7 separate regions of the Mus musculus genome follow, and all the other regions are linked to region 6. The links are chromatin contacts, called in public promoter capture Hi-C maps. All regions are on one chromosome and are shown on one strand. The core of a region is the stretch at or near the end of the contact, and the rest is flanking DNA. Distances in the headings are between cores, read along the strand shown. Region 1 holds the start of Rfx5 (regulatory factor X, 5 (influences HLA class II expression)). Region 2 holds the start of B230398E01Rik (a long non-coding RNA gene). Region 3 holds the start of Notch2 (notch 2). Region 4 holds the start of Cers2 (ceramide synthase 2). Region 5 holds the start of Arnt (aryl hydrocarbon receptor nuclear translocator). Region 6 holds the start of Polr3c (polymerase (RNA) III (DNA directed) polypeptide C). Region 7 holds the start of Psmd4 (proteasome (prosome, macropain) 26S subunit, non-ATPase, 4).

Region 1 (3,411 bases), core at 405-2,904, 1.8 Mb after region 6:
ATTTCTGTACTTCTTGCTGAGGCAGAAGGGAACAGAGGTGGAGAAATGAAGCCACGGGTCCAGTGAATGATCTTCTGAGCTCGACCATACCAGCTGACTCGATGTCAGGTTGTCAGAATGAAAGGGGACCTAAGAAATGACTTGAGGTTGGGTGCTCACTGTGCTGGCAACCTTATGGGCTTGTCATGGAGAGAACGGGAGAAAGGGCAAGGGGCTGGGTCTGATTTCATCTCCTACATAGGTCACAGAAGGATAAAGTATGATCCTCACACGTGGACAGCACCGCCTCTCCCCCATGAACCTTTATTCTCTCACATCAACATCACCCTTACCCTTCAGCGATGGCACCTGTATTGTCCCTTCCCAGCATGCTTACCAGAATTCCCTCTACTTTGTTCTGCACGGCCTTGCTGTGGAGAAGAAGAGAAAGCTGGAGGTCACAAGGTTTCCCCATCCCTTTGTCTGACTGCTAGAGACAGAAAAAGGACCAAACAGCTACGGACCACAGACCTCAGCCTGCCTGCTCTGAAACACTTGCCTGAGGAAGGAGTGCAGGGCAACAAGGATCTACAGCTGGGTCTGGAACAGGGTTTGGAGACAGAGACAATTACTTACGAAATGGTACCTCGGAGCCTTTGGAGGAGGGTGGTAGGTTCTCCAGCGTCAGCACCACCTTGGGGCCTTGCCCCAGTCTTGGGGCTCTTAGCATCAGGTTTATCTTCTGCCATCCCAGCATGAGGGCTACAGCTGAGAGAGGAGATCGCTGAGGATTTAACTACTACCAAGCTTCCTTTCTCCTAGAGACCCCAAGGCAGTCCTCCTGTCTCTACCCAGAAATACAAACAGAAGCAAAGCTTCCTCCAGTGGTTTTCCACACCACTTGCCTTCTCTAAAATTAGAATTATTCTGTTACTTTATCAGGCCCTTGTATACCCAAAGAGATCTCTGACATCTCCATTCTATATGTCCCACCTTTTGAAGTCTCCCAAATCTGGAAAACTGTTATGGGAAGGGATAGGGGTGGAGAAGTCCACGTTAAAAGAAATCTTACAATTTCTCCCAGTGCTGCAACACCTCCAGCCCCCCCCCCCCCAAGCCCCTCCAGCCGCCCCCCCTCAACACCTATAACGACAAGTCAAAGTTCTCCGATCCTCTAATAGACTCCTCGCCATTGATTTTGCCTGGAAGGTCGGAAGGGATACAAACATACTCGGCCTTTCCAGGTTTGAAAAAAACTGGGCCCAAGTTCTCATTACTGAGTCTCGCCACGGCTTCCCCCGCTGCCCCCCTCGCCGCGGCGCGGACCCTACGTCATCCCACGACATCCCACTCCGAAGCGTCCCCACTCCCCTCGGGCCCCTCCACCCCAACCCCAGGTGCTGGGCTAGGTCTCCGAACTCAGGGGGCTGGGCGCAGGAAACCCTGCGGGGAACAGGGTCCCAGATTCGGGCACGTGCGCAGGGGCAAGGAGCTGGTCCTGCTAGCTCCGGAGTGCTGTTGCCCCTCCTACCTCGGAACCGTCGCCTTCCAGCACGGACATTAGATAGGTGAGAGAGAAAGAGAAACTACCCTGTGGCTACCTCAGCTCCTGCCCAGCCCCACGGTGCCCAGCCGGCGGGCTCGTGCGTTGCTTTTATTTTTCCTTTTTCTGAATGGTTATGCCAGCCGCGATCTGCCTGGATACACGCACGGCCTGCTCTGTGATTGGCCGTTGCTGCCTCCAAGACGAAGGCAGTGAAAGTCTGCCTGGTAACAGAATATGATTGGTCGAGAGGGGAGGGAAAATCCAAAGTTAGTCTTATTTGAGTCAAGAGGGGGAAGTCCAGGTTGGTTTCGGTTAAAACTGGGGTCGGTTAGGTCTGCGGGCCCGGAAAGGGTTCTGTTCTTAAAGGGACCGCAGGATGAAAGCCCGGGCGCTTGGCTGCTTCTGGAGCATCTGGTCTTTTGCTTTCTGATCCTGTGCGTTGTAAAATCAGCGAGAAGAGGATAAGGGATCGACCGCGGGCTTTACTTGGGAAGATTTACGTAGATGCCGTCTAGGATCCAAGAACCACAGACAGGAGTTACAGGGTAGGAAAGTGATTGGCTAGTTGTAGCTGGGGAATAAGATGAGTTAAAAATGTAAGAAGGTTTGATTAAAAAAAAGCCAAACAACTCTATTACTGGGGCGTCGATAAGGACGTGGAAAGCACGAATCTATAAAAGCAAGTTACTTTGGTTGTGAGAACCAAATTTCTTAGGTTTCAGGAACTCTGTTTAAACAAAATTGGGGAGCTTTACAAAATGGAATGGCCACAGATAGCTACCATGTTTGATTGTTGCCTTTGGTTGTCAGAGCTGTCCGAAATAATCAGTAGGTGATATTTTTAAATTTTTGCTAGAAAATGATGTCTACTGATGGAAATTCGTTATAAAGTCCTGTAACTTTAATAAAATAAAATAACACAAGTTGAACCATTCGTCCTTCCCTCTTTGCTTACCCATCCCTGTGGCCAACAGCCTCTAGGATTGCAGGCTTCCCCTCATTCCACAAAGAATCTGCAAATCCTTAGCAGCTGTACCACATTAAGAGAAAATGTTTTTTTCTCTGTTGTTAGCCGTGGTATCGCCATTTTATAAAGTGCCTCCGTTCTAGTTAAGCCAAAGCTAATGCCAACTCATTTTCCAGATTTCTCCTCACCCTACCCCTCCTACCTGGGTAAACCACAGGAGATGTTTATTGGTTGCCTGACCCTGTCTGTCTCGCTACCCATAGCAACTGCTGACACAAAAGGAAATGGTATGGTCCTTCCACTTTAGACACTTGGCCCCACCCCCTCTGCAGGTATGCTCTAGAATAAAGCCTGTCTGTTGAGCCTCTAGTCCTCCTCTGTATTTTCTCCTTGCCCACCTTTGCCTATTCATGTTTCCGTTTCCTGGGTGTACTTCATCTCCTTCCTAGGGGGCACACTCCTGGAGTTCCCTGCTTGGTGGTGAACACTGGAATTTTGGTCAAGTAGAGGAAAAAAGAATTTAGTACTGTGATAACTTTTCCCTTCAGGTGCTTAACCCTCTTTGTTAAGATTTGTTGAAATCGTGATGAAAAATGCACGGGCAAGCTTTTGTACCTCTCTCAAGTGTTCGTGGTCCCCGGGTCAACAGTCTTGTCACAGCAGAGATGTGACACCCAAGTCATATTTCCAGTTCTGACTGGTGTGCTTCTGTAAAGGAGGGGGGAAGATGGAGGTGCTCGTGGTCTGTCCCCACACCCGGACTGAGACCCCCATTTCCCCTACCGTGAGAAGTGGACATGAATCTTTCCTTTGGAAGAGGTAATGAGTTCAAACAAGTTCTCTTTAAAGGAATCTGTAAAGAAAGATGCCATTGGACAGACCCCCTCCAGTCAGTCTTTTCCTAGAGATAATCTGCTCA
Region 2 (3,418 bases), core at 245-2,744, 1.7 Mb after region 6:
ACTGGAGGGTCATGGGTTAGTCCAGAGAGAATAAGGAGAGAGAACAGGGATTAAGGGATATCCTGGGCAGTGAACTGGGGAATGGGAAGAACTCAAACCTGAAAGAAAGGAAGTTAAAAAAGGAAAACCAGTTGTGGGAAGGTAAAACTTTCCCTCAGGCCAATTCCTGTTTGTTTTTGGAGTTGGCTCAGCCAGCACAGGGTCTAACATTTAGAAAACTGAATAAATATTTGATGGGCTGATGGCAGAAGCCATAAGGAAAGGGTTCTTGGTGGGAGAAATGGGATACTGGAGGTTTCTGCCAAGCAGTCCTTGGCTCTAATCCAGGAGTAAATTCTACCTCTCCCAGCTGTTTGCTCCAGAGACCGAGGGGCTAGGACTAAGCAGCACAACATTCCAGCTGCCGTCTGTGAGCAAAGGATCAGCTGAGCCTGTCAGGGCACTAAAGCTCAGAGGGAATGCCGCCAGGTCTGAAAGCCTGGCAGGGAGATACGAATCTCTGGGAGTCAAAGGGGTCTTCATTGGTCTTAGAAGACATGGGACGGAGAGGAAATGCGGCCACGTGTGGAGCCTGCCACCCAGTCCCAGCCTGGCCCCACTTACGGAACTGAATGAATTATCAATACTCTCGGTGCTGGAGGAGAGCTCCTGGGAAAGGGCCAGAGGGCAAGGGGAAGAAAGGGTGGGGTTGGGGGGAGGGAAAGAGACAAAGGCAAAGAATTTAGCTCCAACTTGGTTCATAACTGCTTCTCTTGTGCAGCTATATCTGCTTTAGTGAAAGACAGTCAGCCTGAAACTGCCAGTTGCCCAGAGTCTAGACATCTGTGGGATGTTGGAAGGCCAGCTCAGACCTTGAGATCAAAAGCTGAAGGCCAAGGCACCTTCTGTTTTCTGTTTTATCTCCTGTTCTTACCTGAACAAATCTTCCTTTTAGATCAAAATCCTAGAGGCTCACTTCTTTCATACCACTCACTCACATGCCTTCAACCAACCCTGTCCTCAAGGGGACAACCAAAAACTGCAAGACCCTTGTGGTACAAAGTCGATGTTCTTGTAGCTTCTTGGTAATCTCAGGAAGAGCTAAACTCCTCTCAGTCAGCCCTGCGATCACCCTAGGAAGCCTAATCCCAACCTTGAACCTGTGTGACAAAGGGCATCCCAAACCCATGAACCTGAAAGCTGTGGGCTGGATGCTCAAAAAATGCAGTCTTATCTCTTCCAAACCTTCTTAGGCTTACTATCAGGCTACTGCACATGACACTAAATATATTGTATTTTTTGATGTATGTTGGACAATTAGATCCTAACTAAATCCACCTGAGAAAGCTAATTAGAAGGGCGGTGGCAATCTTGATTCCAGCCCAAAGTTTAGATCCCAATAATCTAAATATCACCTCAGCTGAGGGCAGTAACACATGCTTGTAACCTCAGTACTTACAAGGCTGAGGCAGGCGGATCAAGAGCTCAAGGCTAGCCCAGGCTACATACTGAGTCTTTCTTAGAAAACAAATAAAAAATTACAAAATAAACAACATCCCTCCCCTGTGCTAGCTGGTATCTGGGAACAAAGTGAGGGACAGCTCCTTCAGTAATCGTGGAATAGCACTCATGGACTGGGCCATCCATCCTGGATTCTATACACTATATCCTACCTGGGCAGGCAGCAGGAACAGGAGCAAGAGAGGGGGGTCTGGACTAAAGGAAAGTCTTGAGAATTCCTAGAGCAAGAAGGCAGTGGCCATTGCACTCTGTTCTATAGCTAGCATTTCAAGCCTCTGCTTAATTCAATTCTATGACTGAAGTTCTTGATAGAGGCACTACATTTGGGTTTTCCTCAAGAATTTAGGCAGAAGATCATTTGCAGGGTGTAGTCACACTTGGAAACACCCTGCTAAGGCTACAACTCTTCTACTTTGGGTAGAAGTGGGAAGGAAAGAGGCAGTGAAGATGTCAGAATCTGTTATAATCTGCTGGTCCAACTTCTATACTTATGCTAGTTGCAGAAGAAAAAAGGCAGAAAATTGGCCTAGCTGATCCTCTCCCAGACAGGCCCCAGTGGGCTCATTAATGTCCATGGCAGACAGTAGGGTCTCATGATCTGTTCTCCTCCTACTCCCTGGGCCTGAGTCACTTGTACTGAGTCAGCTTCAGGGAGTGAAGCTGAAGCCAGGAGCTGACATCACACCCTTATCAGGCTGGAAAGGCTTCCAGTGTGACATGCAGCAGATGCCTCTGTACAAAGGTTACAGTCCTGAAAAGACAAAGCTAATCTCTTTGAAGTGTCATTATGTAGGGGAGGGTGTGATTAAGGGTTGGTTCCTAAATCACTCTCTGATTCTTGTGCCACCTTGCCAACTCTATGGCAAAATATTTATCATTTGGCTACAAATAGGAAGGAAAATTGAGGCTAAGAACTGCTTTTTTGGGGGGGGTGTATGTGAGTCTGTAGGGAACATAAAGGAATCCTCATAAGAACATGGAAACTTCTGTGAGATCTGGCCAATGAAGAAGAGTTTTGTATGGAGACTCCAGGAAGAAAGTAGCCCTGGGCCTCTTCTCTCCCGGAGCCCCCATTTCACTCTTCTGGAGCTCCTCCATAGTGGGAGGAACACGGGATTAACCAGAACCCGCAAGGACAACCAAGACTGGGAGCCAGTGTCAGGGCACACCCAGGAATTCTCCTATACAATGTCTTGCCTGGGCTTTAGAAAAATGTGTAGTTCATTTTAGTAAGGCACGTGCATACTTAATGCTTCCGTAAACTTTTTAATCAAGATATACACTAACTAGATCCTTATATTGGAGCTAGAGCTTTGTTAAACTTTATCAGTTCCTAGTCCAAGAACAGTATTTTATCCTCCATCCTTTTGCACACTGTACAGGGAAACAGCTAGTTGTTTAGTGAATGTTTCATATAATGGAGGAAGAAAGGGAAACCATTTCCCTTGGTACCTCAAGCACAAAGGCGTTAGTTAATTGGCATATCATCAAAATATCGAAAGGGACTGGCAGTAATTCCTAAGCTGAAGTCTCCATGCCTAGAAACCTAGCGGTATTTATGTTTATTTCCTAAGGAGCCTCAGTGGAGTTAAGTGCCTCACTTAACTCCAGCATCAGATAACCCAGAAGGGCCTCAGGAAGTGTGATCTTTTTCCTTTTCTGGATCTAGTAACCCAAGAGGAGCCAGGTGGGGAAGAAAGGCAACTGGAGAACCCACCCTAGAGATTTAAACACTCATAGAATACCTGCCTCTCAGAGCCATCCATAATCCTGCAGCAGAAGTTAGATGCATAGAAGAGGGACCCCAGACCAGCACAGGGTAAGAGAAACCCTAAGGCCTCTGCTTTTCTGGTCCTAAGATGCAGACTAAAAAATAGATACAGGGAAAAGTCAAGCCAGACAGGAGGTACCAGTGAAC
Region 3 (3,283 bases), core at 554-3,053, 1.3 Mb before region 6:
TAGTTAGGCTTTGAATCCTATTCCATATGGGAAAAGACACAGGTCATGAAGACTAAAGTTACTTTACTATGTAAAACAAGTCGTGGGGGACCAAGCACTTTCATCCTCAGAAAAAAAACCACACTAATCATACAGCTCTTTACACTAAGTCTACACTGAGGGCTAACAGCTTCACTCAAAGAAAAGGGGCAAGGCAAGAATGCCATCGTTGAGTTTTGAGGAAAACTTTCGGGAACCATTCAATCCTGAATTCAATCCTGGTCCACTTCTGAAAACCTACAGACCCAGCAATGTATGACATTCTAATTTTCCAGAAAGTATCTGGTTGATGCTGGACAGCCCAGCACTGTTTGCAGGTGATAAATAATCGAGTCTTCCTCAAAGCATCTGCGATTGGCATGTCAGCTGCCTGTTACAATGAACAAAGACCATACTTTTCTGAAACTCATCCCTTCTCTGAGGAAATGTACTAGAGTTTTTCTGGTAAAAGTTAATTGTTCTTGAGTAAAGGGGGACCCTACCAGTTCAACAAACCAGTACAAGACATAGCCCCACTGGAAGCACAGACTTCAAACCAGTACAAGACATAGCCCCACTGGAAGCACAGACTTCAAACCAGTACAAGACATAGCCCCACTGGAAGCACAGACTTCGAACCAGTACAAGACATAGCCCCACTGGAAGCACAGACTTCAAACCAGTACAAGACATAGCCCCATTGGAAGCACAGACCAAACCGCTGCTCCTGCCCTGAAACAACTTTTCTGAACATCTTTTAAGTGCTACGGGTTTAATATACATTCTTTTAATTAATCCTATTAGCTGGGTAATTTCATCCCCATTTTATTGGTGAGTTAATACAGAAGATTTGAATCCAGGATTACAGAGCTGGACTCCAAAGCCGAAGTTCTTTCCATACAACATTCCAAAGAAATGTAAAATCTAAAGATGTGGGTGGAGTGGGTAAAATATGATCCGATTTCCTTTCCTGGCTCCCACCAAGTTAGCGAGGGGGCACGGAATATCCCACCATAACAAGCCTTTCTAAGCAAGCACTTCGGATCAAGCAACGTCTCCACTTTTCCTCGCCTGCCCCTGCCCCACCCCCAACGGTGCCAAAAGAGCAGCAAGCTGCTGCCAGGTTGGAGGAGTTGGGGATCGTCACACCACATTCCTGGGGCTGGACGCACACTGGAACCGCAGCAGAGCTCCGCGCCTCGGAAAGAATAACAGCAGTTGAGATTTTCAATCATGTGGCTCAGCACGCTGCCACACCAGTTCCCCCACTGCTGCCTCCACCTATCCAAGACCTAAGCCCCACGCCCAACTCCTCCTCCGGACAAACCGACCGATCCGGGTGTCAAAAGCTGGGAACGCCGCAAGCCCCCGCCGCCCTCCCGACCACACTCGCACCTCGGCCCGCGAGCTGCTCGCCCGAGACCCCGCTAACGCGGAACCCGGGACGCTACGCGTTGCCAAGACTCGAGGCCCGGACGAGGCAGTTTGGAAGACGCAGTCCCCGTAGCGCAGAGACAGAGAGGGATGGTCTCCCGGGCGCCCGGTACTCACCGTGCGCGGGGCCCGCGCCGCACAGCCAGAGCCACAGCAGCGCCCGCAGCGCGGCGGGACGCAGAGCGGGCATCTTCGGGGCCGCAGCCAGAGCAGATCCGCATGGGGAGCGGGTCCCGACCAGGAGCCCGGCTCTCGCGTGCTCTACCCTGCCCCCGCGGCTCGCTGAGTCCTGGAGCTCCCGCTGCGCCGCCCCTGCACTCCGCGCAGCCAGGCCGCCGCCCGAAGTTTGGCTGAAAGTTTCTGGCTGCGCCGCGCGGCTGGGCGGCCCGCGTGTCCTTCCGCCTCGGCCTCCTCCCACCGCGAGGCTCCGCCCCCGTCGCCGCCGCGCGCCCAGGGGTTTCCCGCAGAAAGAAGCGCCGGTCCTCTGCGCGCGGAGGGATCTGAGTGAGCAGCACCCCGTACTCCGCCCGCTCGACCGCCGAGCCCGCCCATGAGCTCGGAAAGGGGGGCGGCTGAAGCGCCCAACATCAAACACTAGGGTTTACCCGGGTCCTGAACTTGTAGAGAGAGGCAGACCTCATGCCCCACACACCCACCCACACACTTCTTGGCTGGTTAGAGGAATGAGGGAGAGCAAAAACGAGACTGTCAACGGAAGGCAGAGGGCAAAGGCGCCAAAGTACTCTTAAGAGGACATTCCTTAAGATGCTCTGGGCATTTCGTTCATTCATCCGTCCATCCACCCACCCATCCTTGGTTCTTTTAGTGAACTTCGTGTAGCAAGGTGCTTGGGACACTGGAATCGTCCGCTCTAGGGTCTAGAAGAATTTAGGGGAGGCTTTCAAGAGACAGCAGGAGCTTGAAACTCTAGTCAAAGGTGTAGAAAATAGAAAGAAGAACCAGGAATACTCTTTATAACCTATTAATAGCTGCGAGTGAAGAGTAACCTAAATGCCCCACCCTTAGGGACTAGATGAATAATGCATAATTATAAGTGCAATACAATTGAAAATACCATCTTCATATACGTCAGCCGTAAAACCAAAATGATGATGAAAACACGAATCGCAGAGCGAGACTCTAAGAATGCCATTTACATATAAATGTTTCCAAACAACACTGAACATTGTATGGACGTTTGTGTGCATAGTTTTTAAAAGATAAAGCTATTACACTAACAATTTCCAAAGTGGGAGAGTGGAGGGTGTGATCTGTCTTAGGAATAAATGCATTTGTAGAACGAAATTGGCAACTACGAGGAATTGCATAAGTAACACAGGACTGTTTGTATTTCTGTCTTGACTACACGGGGAAGTCTTTATGGCCCAGGATCATGGCCTTCATCACTAGTGCCTATCAATTAGTAGATGGTGACCTAGAATGCAGAATACCGTTCAGCAAGTGCAAATGGGTGTGAACATTAAAACTGCAGTTTAATAAGCACTATAGAGTCTGAGGAAATGGATCAGCGGGAAAGAGTGCTTGCTGTGCAAGCACGGGGACCTGAGTTCAAATCTCCAACACTCACAGTGAAAGCCAGGTTTGACTATGCACATGCCTCAAACAGCTGTAGGGAGTAGAGTTAAATGAATCTCTGGGGCTAATTAGCAGGTAGCCCAGTTCCAGGTTCAGTAAGAGATCCCCCCCCCCCCAACCAGGGAATAAGTTAGAGAGTAATAGAACAGGATATCTGATGTCCTCTGACCTCCACACACATGAATATATACATACACATATACAGCATATATCATACATATATACCATATATCAC
Region 4 (3,197 bases), core at 533-3,032, 1.4 Mb after region 6:
AAATAAGTTCCAGGACAGCCAGGACTATACAGAGAAACCCTGTCTCGAAAAACCAAAAAAACAAAAACAAAAAACAAAAAACTTCTTTCTAGGGCTGGAGAGATGGCTCAGTGGTTAAGAGCACTGACTGCTCTTCTGAAGGTCCTGAGTTCAATTCCCAGCAACCACATGGTGGCTCACAACCATCCGTAATGAGATCTGATGCCTTCTTCTGGAGTGTCTGAAGACAGCTATGGTATTTACATATAATGAAATAAATAAATCTAAAAAAAAAAAAAAACAAAATCAACAACCATTTAAAAAAAAAAAAAAAAAAGAACTTCTTTCTAGATATTGAAGAGCAATAGAAGTCAACTGCTTCGGGCTAAAGTATGAGCCCAAAAATACAGGGCAGATTCTGGTAAAGCTAAGGGGTGAGGCTGTGACAACCGTGGCCTCAGGCTTCTCTGGGATGTTTCACAAACTTCCCTGCTCCAACCCCAAACACTATATAAGAATATGCCTTCCAGAGACAGGGAGAGGCCAGTAGGTTGAAGTAGCAGCGGCAAATGGGGTAGTGTTGAAAGGAACTGTACAATGTCAGTCTCCCTGTGGCCAGCGACAGAGAGAAACCTAGTCAGAGGCTCCAGTGAGAATAGAGGCACCAGAACTAGTTCACACACACAGCACACCACACCACACCCCTTAGAAATTAGGCACTATGTGGCCAGAAACAAGACCTAAGGAACGGAATATTTGACCTTAGGGGCCCCATCACAAATGCAAGACAGTCACCTTAGCTCTGGGATGGGAAGTGACCCCCTACCCCAGCTCTCACACAAACAGAAGTAATTTCTGGGGGAGGCCTTCCCTAACTCAGTTCTGGGGAAGACCGGCTCACTCCAGACCTCACAGCGCTTAGAACACCCTGACAGCTGAGGCTGGAAACTCGGATAAGTGAGATCTGGTTTGGATGCCAGGAGTGCAGCTTAGGCACAGGAATTCCCAAGCTCAGGCTAAAAAGAAATGCCACCCACCTGCAGGTAGCCAACTAACTTGAGGGCCTCTGGGCCTGTAATTAGCAAGTTACAACCCAGAGCTGGCCAAACACGCCCCATAACGGTATAGGAATGTGAGCCCTTTGGGGCCGGGACAGACACTAAAGAGTGTACTCCTTCCTGTTTCCCGTTAGGCACATGGACACTCTGACCTCCCTCTTGGGATGGGCACAAGGGGGTCAGAAACAGAGGCGGCAGCGGCGGCGGTAGCAGTAGCAGCAACAGCAGCAACAGCAGGGGCCGCCACCGTTCCTCCTCGGCCTCCACACTCAGGCCCCAGGACGCACGCGGGCCCGCAGGGGCTTCTAGCACCGAAGGTCCGCTACTGCTCCACTCCTAACAAAGGGGCGTCTGTACCATGGATCCTGAGCGAGCGCCCGGCCCCAGTCCCCCTACCTGTTGCCCCGCAGGCCTTCTCTGGTCCGAGGCCCCAGCCGGGCCCGGATCGCCCGCTCCAGCAGCGCTCGGCCCGCCCTCCGGCAGGCCGGCCGCCATGAGCCGGTGGAGGCCCCGCTCCCTCCGAGCTGCACCCTGAGCCCCCGCGCCCGTCACTGCCCCGCCACCCTCGCGGACCCGCGCACAGACTTACTCGGCGTCCGGTGCAGAGCTGCTCCGGCCCGGGCGCCGCTACTCCGTTTCCCACTTCTAGCGCCCGGCCGGTGCGCACTGACTGGGCCGGGTCCTCTCCTCCCCCTTCCGCTGCCCGCGGCTCCCTCCCTCCTTCCTCCTTTGCCCGCCGAGCCCCGGCGAGCCCAGGCCGAGCCCAGTAGCGGAGCTGAGTTGGGTGTGGGCCGCGGCCGGGCGGGGCCCGGTGCCCGGAACCCTGCGCTGCGCCTATGGAGCGGAGGAGCCCCGACGGGGCGGGTGGCACGTGCCCCGCAGGGCGCCTGGGTCTCTGAGTGGCGCGGTTGCGGCCCACCCGGACATTGGTCAGGGACCCCCTGGTGCTTGAGCCCAGAGCAGTTCAGAGCTGGCTGCCTCTGCCCAACCCCGCGGCCCTGGTGTGGTCGGCGACCTCAGCCCATGATTTACCCCCGGGTTGAATGCTACAATCCCATCGTCCGGCTTCACTGGGCATCAGAGGAAGGGTGCACGCGGAGAAAACCCTGCACAGATCCCGATGCTCCCTACGGTGAGATCCACAATGCCCCCTCCCCCAGCCCTGCTGTTTAGAGTCCTAACAGAGCTACTCAAACCTTTTGTAAAATGTACTCCAGGCTACACTATGGTTAGCCGTGATCAGTTTCGTATTAGAACCTGTTTTCCCTTAAATAGTCCCATAAAATCTATGCCTCAAGAAGAGAGCAGCAGGTTGGAGACATGGCTCAGCGGTTAAGAACACCGACTGCTGTTCTAGAGATACTGAGTTAAATTCCTAGCAACCACATGGTCACTCACAACTATCTGGGATCCCATGCACTCTTCTGGTGCGTCTGAAGACAGCCACATTGTACTCATATAAATTAATAAATAAGGGGACGGATGGGGGGGAGAGAGAGAGAGAAAGCGCCCAGCAGCCTTAACTCCCATCTCCCATACTCCCATTATGGACAGAACTTGACTAAGTTGTCAAGTGACCCTTAACCGGGAGAGTTAAGCTTAGCTTCTTCCATGTAAAAAATGCTTTAAAAACTATCCCCTGGGAAGTGGTGGCGCACTCCTTTAATCCCAGCACTTGGGAGGAAAAGGCAGGCGGATTTCTGAGTTCAAGGCCAGCCTGGTCTACAGAGTGAGTTCCAGGACAGCCAGGGCTACACAGAGAAACCCTGTCTCGAAAAACCAAAAAAAATACAAAACAAAACAAAACCAAAACCCTGCCTGGTGCAATTTCACATCTCATGCCCAAGCACAGTCCCAGCATTTGGGAGACTATGTTTTTTTTTAAACCTTCATAAAATAGTTTTGTTTTTTCTTTTTAAATTTATGTGTGTGAGTGTTTTGCCTGAATGTATGCATGTGTTCCACGAATGTCTGGTGGCCAACAAGGTCAGTGGAGGATATCAGATTCCCTGGAACTGGAGTTATATAAGGTTGTAAGCAGCTATGTGGGTGCTGAGAATCAAACGGGTCCTCTGTAAGTAAGAACATGACAGCTGAGCTGTCTCTCCCGCCTTTGTTATGAACCCAGGTCCTCTGAAGGAGCAGCCTGTGCTCTTAACC
Region 5 (3,281 bases), core at 8-2,507, 1.3 Mb after region 6:
TTGAAGCCAACCTGGGCTACATATAAGTTCTAGGACTCTCTCTCTCTCTCTCTCTCTCTCTCTCTTAAAAAAAAAGGCTGTTTCCAAAAATAATGGGAAAACAATACATTTCCCAGTGTTTCAGCTATTGTGTGTATGTATATACATACGTGTGTGTACCCTGTTACTGTAATATAGTACATTAACAAGATAAAATTTAAAAGTTCAATGTGAAATAGCAGAGACCAATATTACACAACCCTCCCTCCAAACTCTTCGATGATACAGACTTCTGGGAAATGATGGATTTACTTTGTTGGAAAATAACAAGGTAAATTAGCCCAACTAAAATGAAATACTTCCTAAGATGTAACTGAATACAGTAGAAAGGACTGAGAGGGAGACTGCAGTGATCCAAAGTCAACCGGGGGCTGGAATGAGACAAGACTCAAAATAAGATGAACGAGAGACAGAGACAGACAGACAAACAAGCAAGAGGACGTCCACAGACAAATGGCGCGGGACATTTTTCTGAAAGAACAGGAGTTGCTCCACCTCGACCTAACAAGATTTAAACCTGGGTTCTGGACTAAAGACCTGTCCTGAACTATTACCATTACCCAAACCTCTGCCTTCAGCAGCAAGACACTAATAACTACGCTAAAACCCTAAATTTCAAAGTATAGGAGTTACAAGAATCTGAGCAGATTCTCAAAGAACTAAGTTTTCCATTTAAATGTAAACCAAGTGTAGAATCAAGCAAGACTTTGCAAAACGTCAACGTGGCCCCGTCTATAGCCCAGTTTACGCTCGCAGTTACACCAAGTCAGTTTGCCCAGTTACTTACTAGGCATCAGGGGAACATCAGCTGGCAGAGGGTTAAAAGACCACAACACTCCCTAACACCGCAGGCAGAGTGGAGACGCTGGCCAAGCGCCACCACTACTCCAGAAGTTGGGGCACGGAGCCCCCAAACACCCGTCACCCGTTCCCCAGGTCCTCCGGGCAGGGCGCCTCCTCGACACCCCTCCCCCAACACCCGAACGCCACGGCCCTGCTGCTCTGCTCTGGCTCTCCGCACTTGTCAGTCCTTTCTGCCGCCTCACCTGGGTTAGCTGTAGTCGCCGCCATGGTCGAGATGGCACCGTCCCTGCGCCACCCTCGGTGGGAGGGGCAGCCGCCACCGAGCTGGGGGAGGGGAGGGAAGAGCCACTCCGCAGATTAGGCACCTTACCGCCGCCACCGCTACCGCGGAATCCAAGATGGCGGACGCCCACCCCCCTCCCCATCCTGGGCAGAAGACACGCCCCAAACTATGGGCGCGGTCAGTCTCCAGACAGCCTCCCTGGGAGAACTGGCCAATAGAAACAGTAAGTCGCCATAGAGGCCGGGCTAGTGACTCGGCCAGTGAGTCCGGTGACCCGAGGAGTGCTAGGAAGCCTGAGCTAGGAAGCCAACCAGCTGTTTCCCTAATCCGGCCTTCTCGGCGTCAGAGATTCATAACCAAATTGACGTCAGTGAAATGCAAAGAAAACGAGCATTTTACTAAAATGTTTTCTTTCTTAGTGGGCTCATCAGCATATGCTTCCTACAGACGATTTGTTATGCAAACCCTCTTTATAGGTTCTAACACAGGGATCACTAATCCATTCTAGGTTGTTTTTTCTTTATGAACTTTTGTCACTAGTAAAAGTCCGATAACTAATTCTTAAGAGTTGGCTCTGAAGCTGGTAGGAAAAAGCTGGGTGATTACGTGGTACCAAAGATGCCAACATTTGAAATGGAGACAACGAACAAAGAATTTTTATTAAACAAGTATTCCAGAACTCAGAATGCAAAGACCAGTCTGTACTACAAAATGAAACTAGTCCCTTTCTCTGCCCTCCAAAAGTGAGGTGTCCTATGTCACAAGTTTTTTTAAAATGACAAGGTAGTAAACACACAGACGTAATGTCTAATTATAAGAACTGAGCAATTCAGAACAGACAATGTCGACTCAAAACACTGTGAGATAAATTCTATAATTTTACAAATCAAGAACTACAAGCAGGGGCTGGAGAGATGGCTCAGCGGGTAAGAGCACTGACTGCTCTTTCAGAGGTCCTGCGTTCAAATCCCAGCAACCACATGGTGGCCCACAACCACCCCTAATGAGATCTAACGCCCTCGTCTGGTGTGTTTGAAGACAATTACAGTGTACTTATTTAGAATAATAAATAAATCTTTGGGCCAGAGAAAGCAGGAACTGAGTGAGCCGACCAACTGGAGTGGGCGAGGTTGATTGGAGCAAGCAGAGGTCCTAAAGTCAATACCCAATAACCACATGAAGGCTCACAGCCATCTGTACAGCTACAGTGTACTCATATACATAAAATAAATAAATAAATCTTAAAAATATATATTTAAAAAAAAAAAAGAACTACAAACAGATCCAGGCATAGTGATGCATGCCTTTAATCCTAGTACTCAGGAGGCAGAGACTGGCCAATTTCTCTGAGTTCAATGCCAGCCTGGTCTACATAGTGAGTTCTAAGACAGCAGGAGCTATATATAGAAAGACACTATCTCAAAAACAAACAAAAACCAAAGACATGAAACAAAGGCCACCTTGCAAATTAATCCAGTAGTGAGAAGCAAAGTGAATGAAACTAACACCCAAAGTCTATTATATTCATCACCATGTATATGTGGACTGGGGGGAGGAGGGTAATTTTGTTCTTTGAAACAAGGTCTCATGTAGCCTAGACTGACCCCAAATTCACTATGAGGATGAAAATGGTCTTGAATTCACCCTCTCCTTCCAATGTTAGAACTATAAGCATATGGCACTACTCTTTGGCTTGTTGTCAGTCTGATTCACCAAAAAAAATTTTTTTAATTAGCCATAAAGACGACTCCACTACACAGCTACACCTAACATCCCAAGATCCAATGCTCTGAACTTACACAAGGAGAGGACTCCTGCAAATTATCTTCAACTTTCCTCACACCAAAACATGTGCACTCACACATACACAAAAATTTTAAAAACATTTAGAAGTAGAACTGACAAGATGGCTCAAGAGCTAAAGGTACTTGAAGTTGGATTCTCCAAAAGCCACACAATGGTTCGAGGAGAGAACTAACTCCCATTCACTAAAAAGAGGTGCAGTGAGAGGCGCAGTGACATCATGCTGGCTTCTCGTTTGTTGGTTGCTTGCTTGCTTTAGGTTATTTGGTTGGTTTGGTTGGTTTGTTTAGACATTTTCTTGGGGTTTTGAATAGTTTTATTTTTAATTATGTGAATGTGTCTGCATTTAAGT
Region 6 (3,520 bases), core at 455-2,954:
AGCATAAAGCAAAGGCAGCAAATGAAACCAACCCACAGTAGATATAGCTAATTATGACACAGAAACTTAGTCGGCCTTCTCTTAAGAGTGTATTCAAAGCCAGGAATGGCGGTGCACACTTTTAATCCCAACCCTAGGAAGGCAGAAGCAGACAGACCTCTGTGAGCTCTAGGCCAGCCTGATCCGAATAAGCAAGTTCCAGGACAGCCAGGACAACATGGTGAGACTTTGGTGCAAAAAGCAAACAAAAAACAGAAAGACACCATGTATTCAAGATACTGTGATTATAAAATAAATTATGACATAGCCACTCGTTTTAAGAAATGTCGCCACCGAACAAGAAAAAGGCTTATTATAATTGGGGGCGCTGGCACTGGCTAGCATGCTGCAGAAACCTTTTCTTAAAGCATAGCCCTACCTCTCTATTGGCTGACAGCCTGGCAGAGCCAATTTTATATCAGAGAAAGCAGTCCCAACATTCTGTTCTTTTTTTGTTTTCCTGGGCAGAAAAAAAAAAAAAATGGAGGGGGTGGGCTAGGAAAGTGGAGCTAAAGACACTGGCAACGTGATATCCAAAATAAGTTGAGACAGTACGTCCTACCTTCTTCCCAAAGCCATTTCCTTCGATAGCAACAGGGAGCGCAGTCTGCAAGTCATTGGTACACTGCTATTTTCACTTTCACAAGAACCCAAAAACCACTGAAGAACAAAATCTCCCTCTTCCCTGTTACCTTCCAAACCTCCTCTTTCTGTACTTCAACAAAACCTACTAAGAAGTCCTCAGCAATATGCTATTTCGGCTCACTGAGGATGCAGAAGGGGGGAGGATCTGGTTGAGAAGTGGGAAGAAAAATAAAGAGTAGGTGAGCCGCAAAAACGGAAAGAGTACAGGGGATAGGTCATCGCGAAAAGACAAGGAAGGGGACTGAGAGCAAATTGGACGCAGATTTGCCCGAGAATTCACCGAGGAGACAAAAAAAGATGGGGGTGGTATTAAAGAGCGGAAGCGAAATGAGGGGCTGATTGGAGACGCCGCGGAAATGAGGGATAGGCAGGACCCTGGCCCTGATGCCCAGGGTTTGCGACCAGTGCCCGGAGACAGCGGGCAGCAGGTACCGAGAACACCGGTGTCAAGGGAATCACGGGTGTGCGGGCAGCCTAAGACCCGGTTTCCAGCCCTAGGAGCCAAGGACCTACGCGGCGCCGGAGCGCGGGACACACGGGGCTCTTACCGGTAGTTTGGGATTGACCTCGCCCTTACAAAAGTGGCAGAAGAAACGGTGTGCGGCGACAGCGGAGCCCGCGTCCGCCCCCGCCGCCGAGGCCTCCGCCATGTTTCGCCTCCGCCGAGGATGTCCGAAAGGGCGGCCGGCGGTCCCTCCCCAGGCCGCTACCTCCCGTGCTGCGGTCGCCACCGCCGTCGCCGCCTCCTCTGGGCGGCCCGCCGCTCCGAGGCCCGCAAGGGTCACGTGAGTCCGCCCGGCCCCGAGAGGCCCGCCCGCCAGCGGCCACGCGACCCGAGGCCCGCCTCCCGGCACCAAAGGCAGAGGAGAGCCCGCCCGCCGGCACCTCAGACAGCCCCTGGCCGGTCCTCCAGCCTCCCAACGAGAGGAGAGAAAGAGCGTCCCCGGAAACCACCGACACTGTCGGCTAGAGCGGCCCGTGCTCTGACCCTTCCGCGTCCGCCTGGATGGTGCTCTACTTCTAAGAAGGGGCGATGGGAAGCTCATGAGCTGAGGCTGCTGGCCTCGGGAGGACAACATTTGGAGCTTCTAAATTAGCCCCGACCCTGAGGTTAGTGAAAACGCTGCCGGAATGAGGAGGCCCTGACTCAGGGCCAAGAAACAAAGTCCGGAACAGAAACTTGCATGAAGGGAGAGGAGCCAGGAAATGCATTCAAGGATGGCAACTGGTCTAAGGATGTTTCTCCAAAGACGTGTGTGTGGCTAAGTGAAATAGTCTTCTCTGCGACACTGTGGCAAGAGGGACAAAAATTTAGGTTCGAGAGAGTTGGAGCTTGTGATAGGGAGGTAATTTCAAAATCAACTACACCCATTCCTGCTTGTGTCTCATGATGTAAAAATTTAATATGGTTCTCAATGGAACATAACTTCATCTCCTAATTGAAATACCCTAAGAAGCTCTTTTTTTACTTTATCTATCTAAGTCGTGGTTTATGGCTTGGGAATAAGTTGTACCCCACTGGGTCATGAGCCTTAGGTCTTTGTATCTGTGACAGAAAGTTATTCGCACTTTCCCTCCCCCTTTGCTTTTAAAGGTCTCACTCTGGACCAGATTTGCTTGGTATTTATTATGTAGCCCAGGCTGGCCTTCAGTTTATGACAGTCTTCTAGCTTTAGTGCTGGAAATACAGATGTTAGCCACCATACCGAGATGAATCCAGTCTTTAAAGATTATTGGAACCACAAACCACATATATTCCCATTAAAATAAATGGCATATATAGGGGAGGATGGCTTGCCTTTTTTTTTTTTTTTTTTTTAATTTTAATAGGATCTCATGTAGCCAACCTGGTTTTGAACTCAATATGTAACCATGAGCTCCTGACCCTCATACTTCCACCTCCTAAGTGCTGAAATTGTAGGCTTGCACCACCATACCTGGCTTTAGAAAACAAATTTGATGTCTAGTTTTCTAGTTCTTTGTTTTGGTGGGTGGTGGGTGTATTACCCACCAGAGTCTTGCTGTATAACACAGGCTGGCTTTGAACTCACTTTGTGCCCAGGTTGACCTGGAACTATTGATTCTTTGACTTTGGTCTCCTGTGTGCAAGAATTACAGGCAGTGTACACCATCATATCTGACCATTGCAATTACTAAATGACAACACATTAGGAATATTTTATGGTAGTTATATTGTATGAAGTCATTTTAAATGTTGGCATAGTATACTCTCTTAAGGTTATACTATAATTTATTGATAGATGCTAGATTATTTATGTCAATGCCAGTATTGTGAAGAGAACTCATGGCATGGTTTTTACTACATCCTTGGAACAAAGGATCTCAACTTATAAATATTAAGGCAAATATATGCCTTAATATATAGAGGGTTTGATTTATATTGTCAAGTTGCCCTCTAGAAAAAAAATATGTGAATTTATATTGTTGTTCTTTCCTAGTTCTGAGGCTCTAAGAACGATGACTCAAGCAGAGATTAAACTGTGTTCTTTGTTGCTGCAAGAGCATTTTGGTGAGATTGTAGAAAAAATTGGAGTCCACCTAGTCAGAACTGGAAGCCAGCCACTTAGAGTAATTGCCCACGACACAAAAGCATCCCTGGACCAGGTATGTTTAGATAAGAGAGTCTGTTCCTCTTCAACTTCTTCAATCATTTCCTTCAAGTACCTTTGGACAGGAGAACTCCTTCCCCTAGAAAGTATGAACAGAGACCGTCTGCCCTGTGGTCAGTACCACAGTGGGTGGGGTGGGGTGTGGTATTGTACTTAGGCCCCGTGTACTGCCGCTTGTGGTGTTCCTAGCTCATCTTGGCTGTTCC
Region 7 (3,318 bases), core at 168-2,667, 1.7 Mb after region 6:
TAGGTGTGTGTAGGTGTGTGTGTGTGTGTGTGTGTGTGTGTGTGTGTGTGTGTGTTTACTTGAATAACCACAGAGGCCGGAAGGAGTCATCAAGTCCCCTGGGGCTGGAATTGTAAGCAGCTGTTAGCCACCCCATATGGATGGTGGGAACAGAATGCTACTCCTCTACTAAAACAGGATGGACTCTTAACTATGAGACATCTTTTAAGCCCTTCTCCCTTTTTATTTTTGAGAATTCTCTCACTAAATTTCCAAGATGACCATGAATTTGTAATCATTCCATTATATAGGTGGGATCGCAGGCAAGTGCCAACAGGTCTTCTTTTCTTTGACCCCCAGAAAAGGTCTTATTGTGTATAACCCTGGCTGCCCTGGAACTCATTATATAGATCAGGCTGGTCTAAAACCCACAGATGCCTGCCTCTGCTTCCCAAGGGTTGGTGTTAAAGGTTAATTAACAAACCAAAATAACTTGCTGGCTATCCTTCGTTCCTTGGGTGATTACATGGTGTTTACTGCGGGCTGGGGAAATGACTCAGTGCTTATGAGAGAGCGCTTACTGCTCTTCCTAGAGGACCAGAGTTCGGTTCCCAGAACTCAAGACAGGCAGCTCACAGCTGCCTGGAACTCCAGTTCCGGATTTGATATTCTCTTCCAGCCTCTGCAGGGCCTGAATACACACACAAACGCTTAAAAATTTTTTTTGGTTTGTTTTTTTTTTTTTAATTGGTCAAAACTTTTCTGGATTCCTTCATCCTGTCAGACTCAATACTGGAGTTAGGAATTGCATAGATTTTTTTTTTTTTTTTTTTTGGTAGGCAGTAGATAGGTAAATCGAATTTGAGGATACAAGTGTTTGTAGCAGTTGCATAAACACAGTGCAATGGGAAACAGGAAGTTAAAATGTGGTTAACGATGCTGACACACTTTTTAAGTGATTATGCTTGGACTGACATATCCACAGTAGTGTATGCACTCATGAGTGTCTGTTATGTGTTCGAGGCAGTGTCACTACGTAGTAGCTATGTTGCCCACGTTGGCCTGGAAATTGCAGTTCAGATCTTAGCATGAGTGTGCCCCTTGTAAACAGCACTGGGAGGTGAAGCAATAGAGTTTATTAGCCTGAGCTCCACAGCGAATTGCTGTCATCCTTTTTCAAACCGTAACAACAAAAACAAATCAAAAACCCAAATATACAAAAGAAAGAGAGCAGAAGAGGGGGTAAATTACAGCTCTCCTGCCTCACACTGGAGTGTTGCTGCCAGGCGAGTGCAGAGAGCTTACAGCTGTTCCGGAAGCTGCTGCGAAGGTAGCCAACTCTATTGGATAACCAACCTTTCCATTTCTGTGGCGCCTACAAGTCCCAGAACACACCGCGGGGCGCGGAGGCGGGGCAGCATGAAGACTGAGTTCTTTGATTGGTGATGAGCACCAGGCCAATCGGAGGTGCTGTTGTTTGTCAGTCCCGGAGCCGGTCCGCAGAGGGAAGGAGGCAAGATGGTGTTGGAGAGCACTATGGTTTGGTGAGGAGCTTCGGACGTGGCTGGGGGGCGCGTCTGGGTTGTTGGTGCGCGTGGCGCCGAAACCCGAGGGCCTGGGCTGGGGACTGGGTCGCCGGGCGAGATGTGGCTTCGGGGCCCGCGGGACTCTGGCAGACGACTCCCTGAGTCATCCCGGCCCAGGAACGCAGGCCCGGGAACTCCTGTTCCCTTCCCTGAATTTCAGGTCTCCCATAAAGCAGAGGCCAACTGCCCCCTCCACTCGCCTCCAAGTTTTTCTTTTCTCTGTACTTTATCGCATGTAAACCTCACAACCGCATTCTTGGAAAATAGTCCTTGTCTCATAATGAGTCGGAAGGACTTTAGGGGATCCGCTGTAGTCACACAGCAAATTAAGAGGCCGTGATAAGCAGGATGAACTAGGTTTTATCAGGTTTATACTTGGGATGAGTACCTATTAAGAGTTAGATTAGAAACTGAGGACAAGAAAATAAATAGAAAGCTGAGAACATATTTTTTTTCAGGGCTACAAGAGGACTTTGTTTTGTGTTTTCTGGGAATTGAATCCAGAGCATTGTGAACGCTGGGAACGTGCTCTACCAATGAGCCTCATCACACACCTGGATTGCATTTATTATTTGTCATCATTATTGTTTTAGATGGAGCTTTGACACTGTAGCTCAGACTGGCTTTGAAGTCGCTATTTGAGAAGATGCACAGGTTGGCCTTGAACTTGGAATGAGTATGTAGGATTAAAAACTTGAGTCACTAGGCCCATGTTTTCATTTGGAGATTGGCTAGCACTGCCACCTAAATGCAGGATGGCTTAAGCTTGGTTTCCTGCACTTGGAGGATGAGACAGGGAGTTTTCATGATCAGGACTACCTAGCAAGGTTCTGTCTCAAAATAAGACTACCAGAATGCCCAGTTAAATTTGAATTTCAAGCAAATCATGAGTGATTTTTTAGTATGAAAGGGAATTTTAAGTCCAACCCAAATATTGCTCTTACAAGTTACTTGTTGGGGCCGGGCAGTAGTGGCACACACCTTTAATCCCAGCACTTGGGCAGCAGAGGCAGGTGGATCTCTTAGGGGTTGAGGCCAGCCTGGTCTATAGAGCAAGTTCTAGGACATGCAGAGAAGCCCTGTCTCAAAAGGTGGTAAAATAAAACAAAAACAACAACAAAATAGTTACTTGTTGAGGGTGGTGAGATGGTTGGGTGGGTAAGAGCACAGAGTTTGGTTCCAAGCACCCATGTTGTTTGCTGCTGCCTTCTTTTTTTTTTTTTTTTTTTTTGGTTTTTCGAGACAGGGTTTCTCTGTGTAGCCCTGGCTGTCCTGGAGCTCACTTTGTAGACCAGGCTGGCCTCGAACTCAGAAATCCGCCTGCCTCTGCCTCCCGAGCGCTGGGATTAAAGGTGTGCGCCACCACGCCCCTCGCTGCTGCCTTCTTGACAGGACCAGAAGATCAGTGCCTTTGATCTCTGTAGGTGCCCGCACACACACCTAAAAACAATAAATATAAATCTCGAAAGTTACTCATTATTCATCTGAAATTAAAATTTAACTTTTAAGTCCTATATTTTTGTTTTTTTTTTTTTTAATTTTTTTTTTTTTTTTTAGATTTATTTATTTATTATATGTAAATACACTGTAGCTGTCTTCAGACACACCAGAAGAGGGAGTCAGATCTTGTTACGGATGGTTGTGAGCCACCATGTGGTTGCTGGGATTTGAACTCTGGACCTTCGGAAGAGCAGTCGGGTGCTCTTACCCACTGAGCCATCTCACCAGCCCTATTTTTGTTTTCTAAGTTTGC

What was found. Promoter capture Hi-C pulls out the DNA fragments that hold promoters and counts their contacts. Capture Hi-C pulls out chosen DNA fragments and counts their contacts.
Region 1: a contact with region 6 is called in a promoter capture Hi-C map of adipose tissue, with 2.7 times the contacts expected there. The contact joins the promoter of Rfx5 here to the promoter of Polr3c in region 6. A contact is called at or near these places in 4 of 39 promoter capture datasets (the C10 cell line, liver and pre-B cells), 2 of 115 datasets of contacts at active chromatin or transcription factors (bone marrow-derived dendritic cells and double positive thymocytes) and 2 of 9 other capture datasets (adipose tissue and liver).
Region 2: a contact with region 6 is called in a promoter capture Hi-C map of adipose tissue, with 5 times the contacts expected there. The contact joins the promoter of B230398E01Rik here to the promoter of Polr3c in region 6. A contact is called at or near these places in 3 of 39 promoter capture datasets (liver, neutrophils and pre-B cells) and 2 of 9 other capture datasets (adipose tissue and liver).
Region 3: a contact with region 6 is called in a promoter capture Hi-C map of cranial neural crest. The contact joins the promoter of Notch2 here to the promoter of Polr3c in region 6. A contact is called at or near these places in 1 of 39 promoter capture datasets (cranial neural crest), 1 of 115 datasets of contacts at active chromatin or transcription factors (bone marrow-derived dendritic cells) and 1 of 9 other capture datasets (adipose tissue).
Region 4: a contact with region 6 is called in a promoter capture Hi-C map of liver, with 2.5 times the contacts expected there. The contact joins the promoter of Cers2 here to the promoter of Polr3c in region 6. A contact is called at or near these places in 3 of 39 promoter capture datasets (liver, neutrophils and pre-B cells) and 1 of 9 other capture datasets (pancreatic islet).
Region 5: a promoter capture Hi-C map of liver shows a contact between it and region 6, with 4 times the contacts expected there. The contact joins the promoter of Arnt here to the promoter of Polr3c in region 6. A contact is called at or near these places in 1 of 39 promoter capture datasets (liver) and 1 of 9 other capture datasets (liver).
Region 7: a promoter capture Hi-C map of liver shows a contact between it and region 6, with 8 times the contacts expected there. The contact joins the promoter of Psmd4 here to the promoter of Polr3c in region 6. A contact is called at or near these places in 4 of 39 promoter capture datasets (erythroid cells, liver and neutrophils), 1 of 115 datasets of contacts at active chromatin or transcription factors (bone marrow-derived dendritic cells) and 1 of 9 other capture datasets (liver).

The regions. Positions count from the first base shown.
Region 1 is chr3:94,952,351-94,955,761 of GRCm38.p6, reverse strand. Rfx5 (regulatory factor X, 5 (influences HLA class II expression)) reads right to left here and starts at 1,654. Exons shown (of 10, transcript NM_017395.3): 1 at 1,511-1,654; 2 at 616-747; 3 at 377-410; 4 at 1-16. The coding sequence starts at 728.
Region 2 is chr3:94,986,533-94,989,950 of GRCm38.p6, reverse strand. It overlaps B230398E01Rik (a long non-coding RNA gene), which reads left to right and starts at 1,494. Exons shown (of 4, transcript XR_003954666.1): 1 at 1,494-3,418. The region is part of intron 2 of Pi4kb (phosphatidylinositol 4-kinase beta); the gene reads right to left.
Region 3 is chr3:98,012,058-98,015,340 of GRCm38.p6, reverse strand. Notch2 (notch 2) reads right to left here and starts at 1,803. Exons shown (of 34, transcript NM_010928.2): 1 at 1,570-1,803. The coding sequence starts at 1,642.
Region 4 is chr3:95,313,775-95,316,971 of GRCm38.p6, reverse strand. It overlaps Cers2 (ceramide synthase 2), which reads right to left and starts at 1,782. Exons shown (of 11, transcript NM_029789.2): 1 at 1,627-1,782. It overlaps Anxa9 (annexin A9), which reads left to right and starts at 1,792. Exons shown (of 14, transcript NM_001379545.1): 1 at 1,792-2,169. It overlaps LOC115489748, which reads left to right and starts at 1,176. Exons shown (of 2, transcript XM_030252979.1): 1 at 1,176-1,215; 2 at 1,408-2,228. The coding sequence starts at 1,176. The coding sequence ends at 2,210.
Region 5 is chr3:95,432,366-95,435,646 of GRCm38.p6, reverse strand. Arnt (aryl hydrocarbon receptor nuclear translocator) reads right to left here and starts at 1,257. Exons shown (of 22, transcript NM_001037737.2): 1 at 1,086-1,257. The coding sequence starts at 1,110.
Region 6 is chr3:96,725,623-96,729,142 of GRCm38.p6, reverse strand. It overlaps Polr3c (polymerase (RNA) III (DNA directed) polypeptide C), which reads left to right and starts at 1,704. Exons shown (of 15, transcript NM_028925.1): 1 at 1,704-1,794; 2 at 3,144-3,309. The coding sequence starts at 3,163. It overlaps Rnf115 (ring finger protein 115), which reads right to left and starts at 1,532. Exons shown (of 9, transcript NM_026406.3): 1 at 1,233-1,532. The coding sequence starts at 1,334.
Region 7 is chr3:95,040,713-95,044,030 of GRCm38.p6, reverse strand. It overlaps Psmd4 (proteasome (prosome, macropain) 26S subunit, non-ATPase, 4), which reads left to right and starts at 1,417. Exons shown (of 10, transcript NM_008951.2): 1 at 1,417-1,523. The coding sequence starts at 1,498.